Linked DNA regions of Mus musculus: region 1 is linked to region 2. Evidence: chromatin contacts called from public promoter capture Hi-C data. All regions are on one chromosome and are shown on one strand. The core of a region is the stretch at or near the end of the contact, and the rest is flanking DNA. Distances in the headings are between cores, read along the strand shown. Region 1 overlaps Mtrr (5-methyltetrahydrofolate-homocysteine methyltransferase reductase). Region 2 holds the start of Zfp87 (zinc finger protein 87).

What was found. Promoter capture Hi-C pulls out the DNA fragments that hold promoters and counts their contacts.
Region 1: a promoter capture Hi-C map of embryonic stem cells shows a contact between it and region 2, with 4 times the contacts expected there. The contact joins the enhancer-like site here to the promoter of Zfp87 in region 2. A contact is called at or near these places in 7 of 39 promoter capture datasets (the 3T3-L1 cell line, the C10 cell line, cranial neural crest and 4 more) and 1 of 115 datasets of contacts at active chromatin or transcription factors (large pre-B cells).

Annotation. Positions count from the first base shown.
Region 1 is chr13:68,566,770-68,570,344 of GRCm38.p6, reverse strand. Mtrr (5-methyltetrahydrofolate-homocysteine methyltransferase reductase) reads left to right here. Exons shown (of 15, transcript NM_172480.3): 8 at 253-341; 9 at 1,393-1,573; 10 at 3,361-3,403. Among named protein-coding and RNA genes, the nearest start is that of Mtrr, 14 kb to the left of the region's middle. Within about 2 kb of position 1,619, at least 26 of the 459 cell types and tissues checked have an H3K27ac peak or open chromatin away from gene starts, as enhancers often do. A contact at or near this core is called in embryonic stem cells, where this site is marked.
Region 2 is chr13:67,523,935-67,527,550 of GRCm38.p6, reverse strand. Zfp87 (zinc finger protein 87) reads left to right here and starts at 1,320. Exons shown (of 4, transcript NM_133228.3): 1 at 1,320-1,474. The coding sequence starts at 1,469.

The DNA.
Region 1 (3,575 bases), core at 370-2,869, 1.0 Mb before region 2:
TATTTAATTTTAGGTCGTTTTATTTTATTTGGTACACTTTGGATTTATCATTCTTTTCCTTTTATGAATTGCCCACCCCACCCCCGGCATATTTATTTCATCCAGTCGCAGCTGGAACATTGCCATAAGTCATCACACTTGGTAGCATTGTAGTGCAGAGTGCTGCAGCTAGCACTGTGTGGTGAATGCACATTCTAAAAATGTGTTTGTTGTTGTGCCTTCTCTCTGGTCTCTTCCTGCCTCACCTGCAAGGAGCTGCCCTGCCTGCGCATGTGCCTGAGGGGCGTTCTCTCCAGTTCATCCTCACCTGGTGTCTTGAAATACGAGCAGTTCCTAAAAAGGTAGGTCTCTGTGCTTGAAGATGGACAGGGCTCTGTTAAGGACACTCAGATAAGCCTGATACTGGCCCTTAGAGCTATGGACGATAGCGTGTTCAGATGTGTCTTCACACCTCCTGCATTAATTACTACCCATCTGTGCAGTGCCACTTGGTTACTGCTGCATGGGAAACCTTGGGGAAATGGAAGGGAACGTTGAGGTAGACTGAGCCACTAGAGGGCAGTGTTACACCAGGAACTGTATTTCAAATGCTGGCGGCTGACTTTGTTTCTAAACATTGTGTAAACTAGACATTTTCTAAACCGCTTTACTGGACTGGCGCTGTCTGAGCAGAGAGTCTGTGGCAATTAAAGACAAGCTCCCACACTGCTCTGTGGAGGCGCCTGCCGCACGGCTGGCCTCGGGAAGCAAACGGAGTTCATTTGGATAAGAACGTCTTTCTGTTTTAATTTTACCAGCTTTTTACATTTTACAAAGTATAGGAAAATATATTTCTACTCTGCAAACCATGCTGTATAAGAATGCCTATACGGAGGTGACATGGGAAGTAACGGTTGTGTGCTTGCACCCTCAGAGTTTAAGTCTGGAATCTCATCCCTCTTCCACAGCAAGACGTCTGGTCTGTGTGTTCTGGGGCAAAGACTGAGGGTATTTTTAACGGGTGCACCATAATTTGTTGGCTTGATCATGAACATACGAGCTGTTCTAGATTTTTTTCTATGGAGAAAAATAATGTCAAAGCAGAAGTTTCTGTACTGCGATAGTCTTTGTACAGGTGTTTTAAACATTTGTATAAAATAGTCTTTAGAGTACAACTGATATCTTAAATGGTTTATACTTTAAAACTGTGCAGTATTTTCTGCTGTTTGAGCTTGTTCTTTCTCATTTCTTTGGTCTTTTATTTATTTGTTTGTTTGATTTCTTATTTATTTGTTTATTTATTTATTTATCTGTTTATTTGAGACAAGCTCTCACCCTGTAACTGTGGCTGGCCTGGAACTTACAGGGCCAACCGTAACCCCAGAGTAGCCCACAACTAGCCTCTTTCCTCAGGCCTTTTTGCGGGCCCTTGCCGAGCACACCAGCAGTGCCACTGAAAAGCGGAGGCTGCAGGAGCTGTGCAGTAAACAAGGAGCCGCTGATTACAACCGCTTCATCCGAGATGCCAGCGTCTGCCTGCTGGACCTCCTGCTCACCTTCCCGTCCTGCCAGCCTCCGCTCAGCCTACTGCTGGGTGAGTCACCCCTTCCTTCCATGGCCCCAGGCAGGCCTCCTGCACTTTAGTGAGCCTCTGCATAGTGAAGAAGGCCGGCTATTCCTGTCTCACAGTGAGTTCCATGCAGACACAGTGTGGACATGGCCAAATGGGGCTGGTGGGTACAAGTCAGGAACCCGGGGCAGGTTTTATTTTCAGACTATAGTAACATCTTTTTAGAGATTGGGTCCCTCTTCCACACTCTGAGTCTTTTTTTTCCTTGTTATTTTTTCCTTCTATTAATTATCCAGTTGTACTTTTTTATACTTAGAATTTAGCATCTTTTCTAGTTTATTTTCTTCAGTGATGAGGTAATTTAGCTGAATTTTCCTAACGTCAACATTGAGAGGGAAAGGATGTCCCTCATCGAATCCAGTCGGACGGACGGCATAGAGCACGTGCTCTGGGTGAATGCAGGGACATCTCAGGCCCTGTGGATTCAGAAGCGCAGCTTTCCAGGACAGTTGGGCCTTTGTCATGCAGGGACAGGCCTGGGGCACGGGGAGCCTGTAGGATCCTGTAGCCTTTCCTACTTTCCTGCCTTTGTTTTGTTTTGTTCTGTTTTTTGTTTTTGTTTTTTTCGAGACAGGTTTTCTCTGTGTAGCCCTGGCTGTCCTGGAACTCACTTTGTAGACCAGGCTGGACTCGAACTCAGAAAACCGCCTGCCTCTGCCTCCTGAGTGCTGGGATTAAAGGTGTACACCAGCACGCTCGGCCTTTGTTTTATCCGTAATGGGGCAGAGCCAGATGTTACCATTCACGTGTACACCATGAAAACATATGTAGTCCTCTTGGTAAGCCATCAGGCCTTTCAAGGCCTGTGCAGGGAATGACTAGTCAGGGATTGCTTTTTCTTCCCATGACTTCTTAGTGTTCTTTTTCTTTGACTTCCTCCTAAAATGTTTAAAAAGCAAAAACAAAAACAAAATCATTATACGAAGCTAGTCTCCCGCATTCTTTCTAAGCCAGCTTGGCTGGTGCTTTCTGGCTTAGTGGTACAATGGGAGTCGTAGAGGTTAGTACCTAGCCAAAACACAAGTTAGGAGCCAGAGGGAGTCATTAGGACATACAAAATTGAAATTTTCCATTTCTTTAAGAAAAATTAACACATCTAAAACTTAAGATGAGCACTGTGCCGGTCTTTGTTTTCCTGCTTTACTAAGACCGAGCTTAGAAGGAACTTTTAAATGGTTTGCCCAGACAAATTAAAAATAAAACAAATTATTCACAAAAATTCTAAAATTTGTAAGCAGATATTTCAAATATGGACCATTTACTGTTACTGTTACTGTTACACAGGTCGCTGTGCATTCTTAAACCACTGGGATTCTGCTGAAGTTGCTTTGAGAAAGTCTCCCACCATACACTTAAGTTTTTATTAAGTATATGAACACAAGAAGGAAACGTACATCTTACTCCTAAGTATTTCCTAAAATATCTGTCTTTGGTATCTTTGAGGTCTTGACTTTTTTTCACCTCTGAAAGCTCTGGGCTGTGTCTCTGGAGATGACCCTTAGACAGGCGAAAGCAATGAGCCTGCTGACCTCTTCCTGCTCTGCCCTAACTGTGCTCACCCTGAGACCAGCGTGGGGGAAGGGATCCTGACTTTAGGGTTGAACAGTGCATTGCTGCACTATGTACTGCAAACTGTTATAAACGAGAACATATTATTTCGAATAGTCTAAACAAAAAAGTTAAATATAGGCCTGGGTTTTCTTTTGTTCCTGTGTCAGTAGGCCTGAGCTAACTGCTTGTTTTATTTTTAGAGCACCTTCCTAAACTTCAGCCTCGACCGTACTCATGTGCAAGGTACGAATAGCATAATATTCACCTCCAAAATCAGGGAATCCTGAATGTCCAGCTCTCTAGTGGCTGGGCCACTTGCTGCAAACTCCCCTGCTCTGTAGAGCGCATTGCAATCTGAAGATTCCCCAGGACTTCTGTGTTGTGGGATTCACAGTTAAGGTGGATGGACCACCTG
Region 2 (3,616 bases), core at 71-2,570:
ATGCTAGAGGTGGGGGGAGGGAGTTTCAGGCTGCTGCAGGAGGACACAGCACAGAAACCAGCTGTCTGTGTAGCATACTTGTCTAGGGCTAGAGGGAAGATGGGAGCTTCTGGCCAGGGGGGTGGGGGGTGGGAGCAAAAAATGCAGAGACAAACTGTGCACAACACTAAAGTATCTCTCTAGTATCAGCAATTCGGAGGTTACAACACATGCTTAATCACTGCAAGGAGAACTAAGTAGGAAAAGAGAAGTTGAGTTCTCCACAGTGATAAAAATACCATGGATAGTGGTAGCACATGCCTTTAATCCCCGCACTTGGGAAGCAGAATCAGGGGGATCTTTGAGTCCAATGCAAGCCTGGTCTACAGAGCAAGATACCCCATGCCTAATGCAGAGAGAAATTCTACAATGGATGATGGACCAGAAGTCCGTACAATGCTAAGAACTGTGCCCTCCTTGGGAGAGAAGCAGAAGAGATACTCACAGGCTCAGAGACCACCTGCTGTTAAACACTTCTCTGTTTGTGGTGAACCAGGGAGACGTGGGTGATGTTCTGGTATAGTTCTCATAAAATTAAAGTTCTTATGCAGATTAATGAATGAAAGTGTAAGCAAGGGACAAATGGAGAGATCAAGGATCCACCAATGGATTCTGGAAAGTCTTCACATGTAAATGTGAGGGTAGTACTTATAACCTCGTTCAGAGATTTTTTTTTTTTAACGTCTATGTCTCTGACCTACCTCCTTCACTGTATGGATTCCAGTGCTCACAGGAAAGTGTTTTTGTTTGTTTTCCCAGCTGTGGAGTCTAATGCATGTATGCTCACAGGCTTGTCAGCACACATGGAAAAATGGAGTATGTACAAGTTGAGCATTAAATTAAGTCTTCCTTCATTCTAGGCACGTAGTCTACCCCCTTTGCTAGTTTTGTACTTTGTATTTTGAGACAAGGTCTCTGTAAAGTGCCTAGAACGCTTTGGATTTGTAATCCTTTCATTTTAAACACCGAAGTTGATGTCAAAAAGCATCTCTAAGTAATAGCACTCACTCCACTTTAGCCTCTTGTTTCCTTATTTTAAAGTACAATTAAATGATTGTCAACTTTTGGTGCAGGTTCCAATTTTATAATTAGTAGACGAGTTTTTAAACTACAGTTTGACCAGATACAACTAATAACCCCTCCTATCAAAGCCTCAACGGATGTTCTAGCACGTCCGTTTTACAACCGGAACTTTTAAAGCAGCCTGACTGTGGGCTTTTGTCCCAGTGCTGACACCTCTCCTTTCTTTCCACCCTCCTCCGCTGTCAGTAGGGAGAACACAGAACTCTGGGAAATGTAGTCGTGCCCTCTGTGACGTCACAAGCAGCCGCTCTGCGAACCGCACTTCCGCATCCCGTCTGCAGACGTTTGTCTTCCCCTAAGTTAGCGGTGCTGTGTCCTGCTCCTCGCTCTCGATCGGATCTCTGACATGGAGGTTGGTCCAGGGAGCAGTGCAGCCTGAGGGAATGTGCAGGGGAGTGGTCCAGCTTGGAGGGAGCGGAGCCGAGGTGGACCAGAGGCAGGGAGAAGCCGAGTTGGTGATGCTGTGCTGCTGACCTAAGCTGGGCCAACTGAGCCTGGATGCAAATCTGGGTGGGGAGAGCAGTATGGGGGTGGCGCTGTGAGTGAAAGCTTTGTTAGGACGCGGCTGTATACGCTTCTGGGGTGGGAGAGCTGGCTCTGTAGCACAGAAATGTGGAATGGTGGAAGGTTCAGTATTGCCCCCCCGCAGGGTGGGCCGGCCCTCTCCTTGCGCCAGAGGTGTAAATGGGAGCCCACATTCCTGCTTGCCTTAGGAAGTCTGTTGGCTGTGATCACTTGGCCACTTGACTGTGGTCAGATTTCTCAGAACTTCTAGATCGAGTGGAGATCTGGCACCTCCTATTTATGGCCAGCCTAATATTCTTGGTTTGAGTTAATAGCTGCTCCTCGTTTCCAGGGACAGAGTTCTGCTAAGGAGGTTGGTGTATAGGATGTTAGTACCATTCTCTTTGGAATAAATTGTTAGGTTTTTTTTGGTGTGTTGTTTTGAATGAGAATATTTCATGGCCACCTCCGTGATCTATATCTTCACACTTAACACTCACATGTAGAGACAGTCTAATGTTCTAAAGGAGAAGGCTTATTCAGGATATTATTGATCCTACATTGTAGAGTAAAATACTAGAAAATACCGTATCCACTTATGTCAGAGATTGTGTAATGTCAGAAGCTTGGACTCCTTTTCTGAAACAAATGAGGGGGTGATGGGAGCAGAGAGATGGCCTGGAGATTATTAGTGACTTCGGGGAAAGGACTTGAGTGTCCCTGGGGAGGAGAAGTGACCTTGAATACCTAACAGTGTTTACGTTGCTCTTCAATTGTGAGCTTCTCTTCTATCTCTGGACACTGCACATCTAAACCTCCCTTAACAACTACTCTATCACTGCCCCGACTGTGGCACTCAGGTTCCCTGTTGCTCCCTGAACATTTGCCAGTTTATCCACGTCAGAAAGATTGAAAGGTGAATTTGAAGAGCTTTTGCTCAGTTAGGGTCCCTTGCCCATAATAGACTCCTTGGCCTGTCTCTTGTATAGTTTTGTAGTTCACAACACTTTAAGTCAAATCAAGTGTTTGTGTGGCATTAAAGCCTATTATTCATAAGGAACATGGGTTTTAAGCCACCTTCAGTATGAATATTTCTGTGGACTATGTAACTGTTATGTAAAAGACAGAGACTTCCTAGTTAATGTCACTGGCCTACAGGACAAGAACAGCATTGTGTTTTCCATTATCTAAAGTGGGAAGAGTACACTACCTTGTGAACCAAAAGTGGTTTCCTAAGAAGTAGGCATGAAGCAGAGGCATGCTGTCCTGTAACTTACAGACCTTTCCAGTATATATACTTTAAACACACCTGTGATTGAAAGAAACCAAACCAAACCAAAACTGAAGCCTCTTCTTGGAGCATCCTTGTTATCTCTGCATTGTGAAGTGAAGGCGGGGGATTAGGACTTCAAGGTCATCTTCCATATTATAGATTACTCAAGATGAACTTAAGCTAAGTACGATTCTGTGTAAAAATTATTAAAGGTTTTAAAAAACAGTTCATGGATACACTATTTCTGATGGCTTCTGTCACTTGGCTTAGTACCAGCCTGACAGAATTCCGTCTAACTGACATGGCTCACATTTAAAACATATACTTGAGAAGGTTTATTGACTGTATTTGATGTGTACTTTAAAAATCTCCTGCTCACATGCTTCTGTTAAAGGCGTTAAATTTTGGTGATCAGATAGATAGTCCTCTGCATTACTGTGTGTGTAGGGACTTTACGCTTTGTCTTGCTTGAAGATTCCTCCACATTTGCAGGGAATGTTTATTTTCTCTGATTGTTCATTTGTATTAGTTTCTGTTGGGACCTCTTGATGTGTCTTCTGGTTTTCCTGGAATTCTTCCCATTTGTGCTTCTTAAACATTCAGTCTGGGACTTGAGTCATTCATTCCCCATTTCCCTCTTTAATCCTTGACTGGTGCAGCCTCCATGATATACACTTCCCTCTTAGTCCTCACTGCACAGGTTCAGCTATGTGAGGG